Regions from separate parts of the Mus musculus genome. Here all the other regions are linked to region 2. A link is a contact called in public promoter capture Hi-C data. All regions are on one chromosome and are shown on one strand. The core of a region is the stretch at or near the end of the contact, and the rest is flanking DNA. Distances in the headings are between cores, read along the strand shown.

Region 1 (3,407 bases), core at 753-3,252, 1.2 Mb after region 2:
TCTTCCCTCAGAATTTAAAATAAACTTCGTATTTTCCCTTTTAATTTGCTTGCAGTCCTGGGGACTGAATCCTCTTTGTACTTTTCATTTTGATACAGGGTCTAAGATGCCCTTAAACTCATTCTGCAGCCCAGACAAGCATGGAACTTGTCTCAGCCTCCTGCTAGCTGGGACCACAGGCTTATGCTGCCCTTGGCTGATGGGTGATAGATTTCTGCAAAGCTAGGAAATAGTGCAGAGTGTGCAGAAGCACCTGAAAGAGAAGACACAGCTTCCCTCCAGCAAGGCCTGGCTAAACCTAAAATGGGGAATAATGTGTTTAAAAGATGTATTAAACCTTAAGAGGGTTCATCAATGAAAGTCTAGTAAAGGGCTAGTCCCTGGGGCCCATGTGGGCAGAGCTGTTCCAAGTACCATCCTGGAAAGAGTGCTCCAGCCAGCAGACTAAGAGTACTCCTAGAGCATTGGCAAAGCTTCCCCGCTCGTAGAGGTGGGGCAGAGAGTTGTTGCCAGGAGAGTTTTTGGAATCATTGGCCTCCTACTGGGGATGGCCAGATGCCATTAAAGATACAAGTTCTCTCATTCCGTTATGTCATTGGGTGACTTACACTGACATGGTCCTGACTTGGCTTAAGGGGGAGAGTGTACCGGACACAAAAATCTTCAGTCTAGGTGAGAGGTAACTTTTTAGGATAAATTAGTATCTATTATGACTTTCAGTTAATTGTGAACCTTACTGACCCATACATTTCCAAAATCCAGCATTGGGTCCTCCAAAACTTAGGCTCATATCCCTAGCATAGTAAATTCAGATGTCAAATGGCATCTGGGAAATCTCTGAGCACACAGGCTGCCAGCCTTCTGTATTCAGTATCTCCCAGCATCCTAGACCCACACTTAACCGAGCAGTCTCATGGTATTACAGCTAAAAAAGACGCCTCATCCAAAACACTCCATTTTCTAGACAAGAAGCCTGTTGGTTCACAGAGGCAGGGGACTTGGTCAAAACCAACGGTGGAAATCTGGGCTGTGCTTTGGTCAGTGCTTGTTCCAGACAATCCCAAGGTTTTATCTGGAGTAGACTGGTTCAGGTTGTACATCCTTGAAGTGCCTCTGGATCTGTCAGTCCAGGTTACCTGACAATAAAACAGAAAAGATTCAAGAAAAGGAGAACCCAAGCCAGTGTACGTACACACACACAAGAGGAGGTTGTTAATTGATAGGATGTATGTATGTATGTATGTATGTATGTATGTATGTATGTATGTATGTATTTTTGAGTCACTGGAGAGTGTGGTTAGAAAGGGAACTGTCCAGTTGATCAGACAAACTCCTCTAGCACCGCCTCTGCTACCAGCAATTGAATAGAAATGGGGAGGGGGAGGTCCTTGTACATAAACAGTCTGGACTGTTTTTGGAGGAGACAGATGACAGGGGCCCAGTTGTCACTGACTCTGACTATTGAGTACAGAAACCACACCTTGTTATCTCTGAGTCCTCTCACATAGCAAGGTGAACCTGGAGTCCAAGCTGTGGGTTTAGGAGAGGGTTTTTAATTCCAGGGAGCAGTGTGGAAGGGGAGGGAGCTGTTTTTAACGCAGCAAGAACTGCTGGGACTCCTGGGTTCTCTCATCCTAGCTTGGGTGCAAAGGAAGGGGCTACCTCATTCATCACCTGTCTATTTCCTCCACTTACTCCCCTAACCACTGCTAGTGTCTTTAATTCCTGGCATCTTTTGCTAGGGAGGAAGGGGCTGAGAAAGACTGTCATTTCCAGCTGTCACCCTGACAGTCCCCTCCAGTTCCTTCATCTTTTCTTCCTGTGTCCTAAGTCCCCCCCCCCCCCCCCCCGCCCCATCATCTTTTCTTTCGCCACCCCCACCCCCCACAATGGTCTCTCCCGCTGCTCACTGGCGCGGGGGAGGGAGGGTCGGAGGCGGGGCCGGAGCGCGTGCGGGGGGCAGGTCTGCAGTGCCGCTTCCCCTGGTACCGGGAGGAGCAGTCGCCGCTGCCGCCTCAGCCCTGTGGCTGGACCCCCTCCCTCACCCGGGGACTCCCTGACCCGGGGAACCAAGCTCAGGTGAGACCCCTCTCCTCTCACCTCTACCCCGCCCCGGGCAGAAGCATCCTCGTCTAGCCTTGCAGCCATTTTATCTCTGATGCTTTGCTTATGGGGAGGGTGACTGTCCCCGCTGTAGGGGTGAGGGTGGTGGTGGGGGTGATGGTGGTTTGGGGAATGGGCCATTTATTTCAATTGCTTTGAGAATATACTTGAATAAATAAATATATATGTGCAATACACATATATGTATTTGTATGTATATACACACATACATACATATGCGAGGATTTTTTTTCTACCTTAGCTTAAAGTCCCCATTACATAAACCTGGTGAGGGGCTGTTAGGTAAGCTGAGGTTCCCTCAAACTCCATCCTCTCCTCACCTTGATGTACGTCCCTCCCCAACCCCCCTCTCCCCCCCCCCCACCCATGGTAAATGACCTTGGCTGGGGCCATAGAATGAGTACAGCCGCTCTTGCCTGGACTTGGGTGGGTTAGGGGGTAGAGGAATCGGCTTGGTGAAGGATAGAAGGAATGAAACACTGGGCAGACAGACATGGGAAGCAACCAGGTGTTGGGGCTTGGCACTAGAGGCGCTTACTGAGGGGGTCAGGAGAGGGGCGCAGAAGGATGGTGGGAACCTGTCCAGCAGCAGGACCAGGGGTGGGAGCAGCCATGTAATCAGTTCCAGGGCCTCATGCCTGGTACCAGAGCTGAGGCTAGGTGGGGGTTGGGGGTCTCCGCAATCCTGGCAGAGGCGGTCCCTAAGCCTATGCATGTGAAACATTTTCTCTACATCCCTGGCCTCTCCGTGAGCATTTCTCCGTGAGCATTTCTCCGTGTACATTCTCAGCTGACACCTCCCCACCCCCCCAAACTGGATGCTCCCATCTTCCAAACCCAGGGGTAGATTGTAGGGGTGAGGCTCAGTCTTGTCAGTCTTGCGGAGGGGTAAGAGGGTCAGTTATCAAGCTGTGATGTGGGGGTGGGGGGCACTCTGGAATCTTCTCTGCCCCTTGTCCTTTTCAGTGGGAATCTTCTGATCAATGACTGCTTCTTCATGACCTTGTCACTTCTTAATGACCTGGCATGGGATGGGATGGAAACCTGGGTGGCCTCCAAAGCAGGGGCTTTGATTAGGGGGCCCGTCTGGACCTGAGCAGTTTACTTGAAAGGTTTGCTTACGAAGCCCTTTCCACATGCCCTTTCCACCTTCTGCAGAAAATTATGGACATGTTTCTTCCGGTCAGGTGAAGCCAGTCAGCCTTAAAGGACTTGGTAAATCCCAGTCTGGTCTCCTTTAACTCCACCTCTCCCAGTGCTGTCTCTCTTCCTCAGGCTCAGCC
Region 2 (3,361 bases), core at 201-2,700:
ATGGCATTGGACCCCCTGGGAGTGAACCGGGGTCCTCTGCAAGAGCAACAGTACTAAACCACTGAGCCAAATTCTCAGCCCTTTGTCTTCAGCTTTAGCTTTTTATCTGCCTCCCAGTTAAATACGGAAGCAGGGGCATGGTTCACTCACCATTTGTCTGTTTCAATAACAGACATGTAGTACTATAACCCATACTTTCTTGATCCCCTCCCCCAAACCTTAGAAAATGTTATTACATCAGATACTACTGTTGTTAATGTAGTGCTATAATAATATTGTCAATATTATTATACAGAAGTTGAGGGTTAGTCCAGCTTGGGGGCATGTGGATATATTCCCACATGTTCCACAGGCCAGTGGCTTGAGCCAAGGAATATCACAAGCAGCCTGGGAAAAATAGACTGTCTCTAAAAAGGGAAAGAGGATAGGAAGGAAGCTAGAGAAGAAAGGGAAAGAAAAAAAAAGGAAACAAAGATCTCAAATCAGCTTATAAGTGCAATGAAGATGTCACCCAAGAGCTAGGCTCAACCCGTAGAATATTAAGAACCTACCCGCCTGCAGTGGTGGCACACGTCTTTAGGCGTAGCACTTGGGAAGCAGAGGTCGACAGATTTCTAAGTTCAAGGCCAGCCTGGTCTACACAGTGAGTTCCAGGACAGCCAGGGCTACACAGAGAAACCCTGTCAAACAAACCTACCCTTACAAGGGGCCTAAGATACTAAGAAAAGTCCCAGGAAAAGCGTTGGGACAGTGATTGTGGGGGGGGGGGGAGGGGTCTATGAGGCCTGTCTCACATGATTTTGTAGCCTTCGGAAAAGGAATAAGCCAAACTTTTGTCATTTCACTCACTTTTCCTAAGCTGGCTTGTCCAGCCTCTGTTAAGGCTTTGGCAGCTGGGGTGACCTTGGAAGCAGCACCTTGTCCCAGAGTGATGGTGCGAAACAGTGAAAGATTGAGGCGGTTGGACTGGGCCATTCCTGAAGCTATAGGGGCAAACTCATGGCATCATCCTTAAAGATGAGTAGGAAGAGGGAAATGAAGGTGATTGTACTCCTTTTTTCGTCCCTTCTCTTTCTTGTCTGTTTTCTGGCCCTCCTGCATGGGTCCTACCGGCTGACTTACGAAAGAAATCCCGTAGGATAGGAGAGGGAGAAAAAAGCCACTGGTGGCAGTTACGGTAACTCAGTGGTTTACGCAAATGAATAGTTTATATATAATTTGCATGTTCATACACTTTTGGAAGTACATAAAATATCGGTACCTCCACGTCCCTCCACTGATCTTACCCACGCTACTTCCCTCTCGGCTTCCTTAGTAAAGCCTGTCTCTTAGGCCCGCCCTCAAACACAGGGCCCGCCTTCCCCCGTAAGCCCCTCCTCCCTGCCCCCCCTCCCTAGCTTCCAAAAGCTCTTCCCCGCCCCCTTTTCCTTTCTGAACAGGCGTGAGTCGGGCAGCTCACTCGACTCAGATTACGATGGCATCAGTAGTGTCCTGACACCGGGAAGCAGGAAAGCAATCTCCCGGAAGAAAGGCTCGGGCCCAGGGGACTCTTACATCGGAACCCGCCAAGGAATTGTTATTTTGTGTCCTGCTAGTGGGGTCCGGTCCAACTTGAAGTTGCGTGAAGGCCCCTTCAGGCGGCGCCGCGGGCAGCCCCGCAGCCGGGGCCTGGAGCAGCCGCCGCGGCCGCTGTCAGGGAAGCGCAGGCGGCCAATGGAACCCGGGAGCGGCCGCTGCTGCTGAGGCGGCGGTGTCGGCAGTCCGACCCCGACCGCCTGCACCCCCTCCGCGAGGGTTCCCCGGAGGTAAGCGGCTCCTCCCCCGTGAGTCGCCTTTGCCTGTGTGTGTGTGTGGGGGGGTCCTTCTGCCACCCTGTCCCGCCCAGCCTACCGCGACCTGGGTTCGACTACAAAACTGCCCCCCTGGTGGCAGCTGCACCCCGAGGTCCTTCACCCTTTCCTCTCGGGCCCGGGGTAGTCTTCTCTGCTTTCTGGCTTCCTCTTCAGTTTAGCCCCTCCCTCTGCCCCGTGGATTCCACCTCCCCACCAGCAGGACACACACTTCGTACCTCTGTTGCCTCTGTTCCGTAACTATCTTCCTAAGTCGTGAACCTTTTCCACATTTGACCCCTTCTACAATATCATCCATGTTTGCCTTCCTCGCCGTTTGTGTTTCTGCTCACAAGCCTCTTCCATGGACTCCGCCTTTATCCCTTTTCCTATTTTGCCCCACTCTTCCGAGTCTGTGCAATCTCAGCACAGAGTTCTCATTTCCCTCAGCTACAGATTGTATCCCTCTCTTCTGCTTCCAATTCCATGACCTCACCATGACCCACTCCCCCAGCTCCTGACTTCCAAGAATTGCCTATTCCCTTCTCCTTAAAGGATCTCAGACTACTGTCATCATACCCAGATACCATCCACTTTGACCTTAGTCCTCAACCCCTCTCTAGGGTGCCTGATGATACCTGAAGCTGTCTTTGGCTTCTCTTTCCCCTTTCTCAATCTCCAGCCCTCTGGAGGGCTTCCCGTAGGAGAAAGCTCTGCCGTGAACACCCCTACAGATAGTGATTTCCAACTTTTGACATTCTCTCCAGGGATTTCCAACTTTTGACATTCTCTCCAGGATTCGGCTGATGTTTGTCTCCCTCGGCTCTGTTTTCCCTGTGGTCTTTAAGTGTTCTCTATCATGCCTTTTATCTCCACATATGATTTCAGATCAGCTAAAGCTTGAACTAAGAAGATGTGAGAGGATGGGGAGCCACAGTTGTCTCAAGCTTTTCTGGACAGATGTGTGTTTCTGAAGGATGAAGCAACTTTTAAAGAAGTCTATCAATCAGATTACATTTTGTTGAGTGTTTAAGAGCAACCACTAGGAAAGATGCTCAGAAACTGAGCATGGAAACTGAATGAAGTTGTGAGAAATTTTGCTTTAGATTACTTTAGGATTTCTGTTAGATCACAGAATCTCCTACTCCTGTCTAGACCTAAGAGGAACCATTATTTTCCTGACTGAAGCTTAGTGGACTACTGTTGGTTAGTTTCATAAGCATTTGGACCTAAGGTGAAGTTGTGTTTGTGTGTGTGTGTCTGGGGTTGGGGCTGATTGGGAAAAGGAACATAAGACAGTGTAAAGAGATGTATACTCAGAGTCAGGGCCCCTTGGTTCAGCTTGTAACTTCCTCACTTGAACTCTAGAATGGTCTTTTGAGAAAATGGCCCATTCTGCAAGCACCAGTACTGTAATAGGCTAATAACAGGATGTCTGTTGGGGGAAGAATTGTACTTTTTTAACTTATAAAACACTACAGGTGTCAGATGAGAGGTATTTATTGCTAGTGGCTTTGCCATCTTGAGAATTC
Region 3 (3,068 bases), core at 400-2,899, 1.1 Mb after region 2:
TTGACCAGCAACTTGGCTCAACTTTTTAATCTGGACCACTTTTTGTGGTCATTGCCACAAAACAAAAACAAAAACAAAAACAAAAACAAAAACAAAACAACAACAACAACAAAACCAACCCCTCTGCCTTGTACTTAAGGTGGAGAGAGCCTTTGAGCTCCATACCTGGTCCTAAGGAGTGTGTGAAAGTGTGTTAAACATAGTTAATCGATGAGTGTGAAAGCAGCTCTCAGTTTTGCAGAGTTCTGCCTTCCCACATCAGACTTAGCCAGCAGGGGCTAGTATGATCTACGGAATTCAGTGAGACCAAATCCTACCCTCTTCTCAAATTTGTCACAAAATAGTAGTTGCAATCGGTACTCCCTGGATCTTCTAAGCTCTGGCTTGCTAAGTTGCATTGTAAGTTGTGGTATCTTCCAAAGGCACCAGCTACTTTGCTTGGCTGAGACATGTATACGTGGCCTTAGGTTCAGCCCTAAACTTTCAACTCTAAACTTAAGGGTATTTTTCCAGTGGGTTTCCTGTTTCAGGTGTCAGTTCCTAGTCTGGATAATTCTGTGCTCTATCCTTCCCCATTAGAAACCAAAATTCTCAGCGAATACTGAGGAAAATGAAGAGCCAACTGCATTATGCTTTTACATAAACCCAGTGAACATAATTTTGATAATAAACACTGCCTTGAATGTGTGGATTCTAGAGATCTGAGTTAAATTTTAGGATTCATTTGGTTAGAGTATAGCATAAGCTGGGCCCATTTTTGTGTTTTCAATAAAGTAGTTCTTCTGGAAGCAGTCCATATTCCTTTACAAACATGAAAGGCTGAGATGGCTTGTTTGTGTGCTCCTAGGCACAGCTCATTGTAACCTCCGTGACATATATGTTTGTTTTGCTTTATATAAAATATTTCAGTGAATTCTATTAATACTAAATTGTTAGATTGCTGATGCTTGGGATTTATGTCTTGTTGCGTTTTCTATTTCCAGTCTTCCAGAATACAGTGCTTTTACAACAGTAGGGCTTCAATAAGTAAAGGCATTGAGTTATGCTGTAATGTTGTAAAAACACATTGACAATGTGTTTTTACAACATTAACTAAAAAACTGACTGTGGCAGGGATGTTACTAAGGGAGTATTGTTATGCAAGTGAATATAGCAAAGGGTACGTTCACGTCAAGAGTGAAGGAACAAGGGGAATGCATAGCTGGGTGGGGCTGGTTTGTAAGAAGCGATGTTCAATTCAGTCTGGTTGGTCCAGGATTGCGTGGAGTAACTAGAATTTCAACCTTCTCAAGTATTTTTATCCTTCTCACCTTTCGAAAGCTACTCCGCCAGTCTCCATTTCTTCCCTTAGGGCTGGCGCCAACTGATGCGACCCCAAAGTCTTAACAGTCCATGCCGAGCTCCCAGCTCCCGCTCAAAAGTGCCTCCGCCCGGGGGCTCGGGGACGCGAGCCAAAAACGCGCGGGGTCACGCGCCGGGCAAGCGCCAAACCGGCCACAGCCCCAAAGCGGTCCCGAGGGCGGGGCTGCTGCGGGGAGGGGCGGGGCGGGACGGGGCGGGGCCGGCCGCGCCGGGCGGGAGGAGGCCCGGGGGCGGCTAGGGTGTCACCGCCAACCCGCTCCGGCCGGAAACGGGCGCTTGTTTCCGGCCGGACGGCCGAAAGCCACCGATCCTGAACCAGCCGCTGGAGTCGGAGTGGCGACCCGGTGTGGAGGAGCCGGCGGAAAGCCATTGGGAAGAGGCCAGCTCCGGTCAGTCCCGGCTTGGCTCCAGCTCTATCTCCTGTGGAGAGCAACAGCCGCGGTCGCAGTGTCCGCCTCCGCCTCCATCGTCGTCGGGGGAGGGGCCGCTTGGACCCCGGGGTCACTGCCGAGGAATGAGGCGAGGCGGCCGGGCCCCGCGCTCCGCCCCGGCCTAGAGCCTTGCCCCGAGAGTCGCGAGGGTAACGGAGACCCCAGCCCTGACACCCTCCCCATCTCCTCCCCGCTCCTCCCGCCTCTCCAGCGCCCCAACTCTGCGTCGTCGAGCTCCACTGCTCACTCTCTCTGACGAGACTTCACCTGAAGCCATCTCCCCCTGAGCACCCGCTCTCTGCTTGGTCCCCACCTTCCTCCTTCACGCCAATCTTTCACCTGCGTCCTGCGCTCTCAGCCCTGGCCGGCGGTTCCTGTCCCTTCCCCAGCTGTGCTGGGCAGTTTGGATAGTCCCCTCTTGTCAGCTAGACTTTGGGAGACGGATGGCGGAGTTTTAGGGTGGTCTAGATGCAGCCCCCCCCCCCCAAGTAGGATAAAGTTCTTTTAAAGTCACTATAAAAGTAAAAAAGAAAAGCCAAGTTTGTTCTTAACGATAGCCAAACTGAGGTGCGTCCAGTAATGGAGGAAGGGGGGTAGGGAGGGAGGAGAGAGAGAGGGAGAGGGGAGAGAGGAGAGAGGAGAGAGAGACTGTGGTGAGTGTAGGTGTAGAAATTCTAGGGCAGGCTTATGGACTTCAGAAAAAAAAAGTTTCTGTGCGCTGATGGAAACTTTAGAAGCTGATGATGAGTAAGCTGGGGGCTGTGTGATCGCACTCTTCTCATAATTACTAGGTTAACGGTGTGGCTCCTGTTGAGATGGAATGGGATTTGTTTACTGGGCCGGCGTATTTTTAGCCTGTCGGCTCACAAGGACCAGCCCTCAGAGTCTGTCTCTCTTCTCTGGTGATAGAGTGTCAGTCTAACATAGGTGTCTTTTCTGGGCACAAGACACATGTAAAAATGGGGAAGTTGAGAGAAGCGAACTGGTGAGATTTGATCTAAGAGGTTATTCCCCCTCCCCCAAATTTTTTTTTCCCCTTAGGGAATTTTCATGACTGCAAAGCCAATCGCTAACCCGCTTTGACTTTGGCTTTCTTTATCTTTTTGTGAATACTACATAGGGTGTTTTATTTAGAAGCTGGTAATTTGTGGGTCTTTGGCTTTTCCTACAATATACTTAGGTCTTTTAGGATGCTGGATCCCTTTGTGTCTCAAAACCTGTCAGGTGGATAAGAAAAATAAGGAGAAGTGGTGGTAAGAAGACTCCAAAGGAGTA

Evidence for each region. Promoter capture Hi-C pulls out the DNA fragments that hold promoters and counts their contacts. Capture Hi-C pulls out chosen DNA fragments and counts their contacts.
Region 1: a promoter capture Hi-C map of liver shows a contact between it and region 2. The contact joins the promoter of Sv2a here to the promoter of Pi4kb in region 2. A contact is called at or near these places in 1 of 39 promoter capture datasets (pre-B cells) and 2 of 9 other capture datasets (adipose tissue and liver).
Region 3: a promoter capture Hi-C map of pre-B cells shows a contact between it and region 2, with 3 times the contacts expected there. The contact joins the promoter of Otud7b here to the promoter of Pi4kb in region 2. A contact is called at or near these places in 3 of 39 promoter capture datasets (erythroid cells, liver and pre-B cells).

What each region holds. Positions count from the first base shown.
Region 1 is chr3:96,179,225-96,182,631 of GRCm38.p6, forward strand. It overlaps Sv2a (synaptic vesicle glycoprotein 2 a), which reads left to right and starts at 2,003. Exons shown (of 13, transcript NM_022030.3): 1 at 2,003-2,079.
Region 2 is chr3:94,973,281-94,976,641 of GRCm38.p6, forward strand. It overlaps Pi4kb (phosphatidylinositol 4-kinase beta), which reads left to right and starts at 1,451. Exons shown (of 11, transcript NM_175356.3): 1 at 1,451-1,805. It overlaps B230398E01Rik (a long non-coding RNA gene), which reads right to left. Exons shown (of 4, transcript XR_003954666.1): 2 at 2,069-3,361.
Region 3 is chr3:96,102,878-96,105,945 of GRCm38.p6, forward strand. Otud7b (OTU domain containing 7B) reads left to right here and starts at 1,650. Exons shown (of 12, transcript NM_001025614.1): 1 at 1,650-1,942. It overlaps Gm30044 (a long non-coding RNA gene), which reads right to left and starts at 1,479. Exons shown (of 2, transcript XR_375856.2): 1 at 1,311-1,479.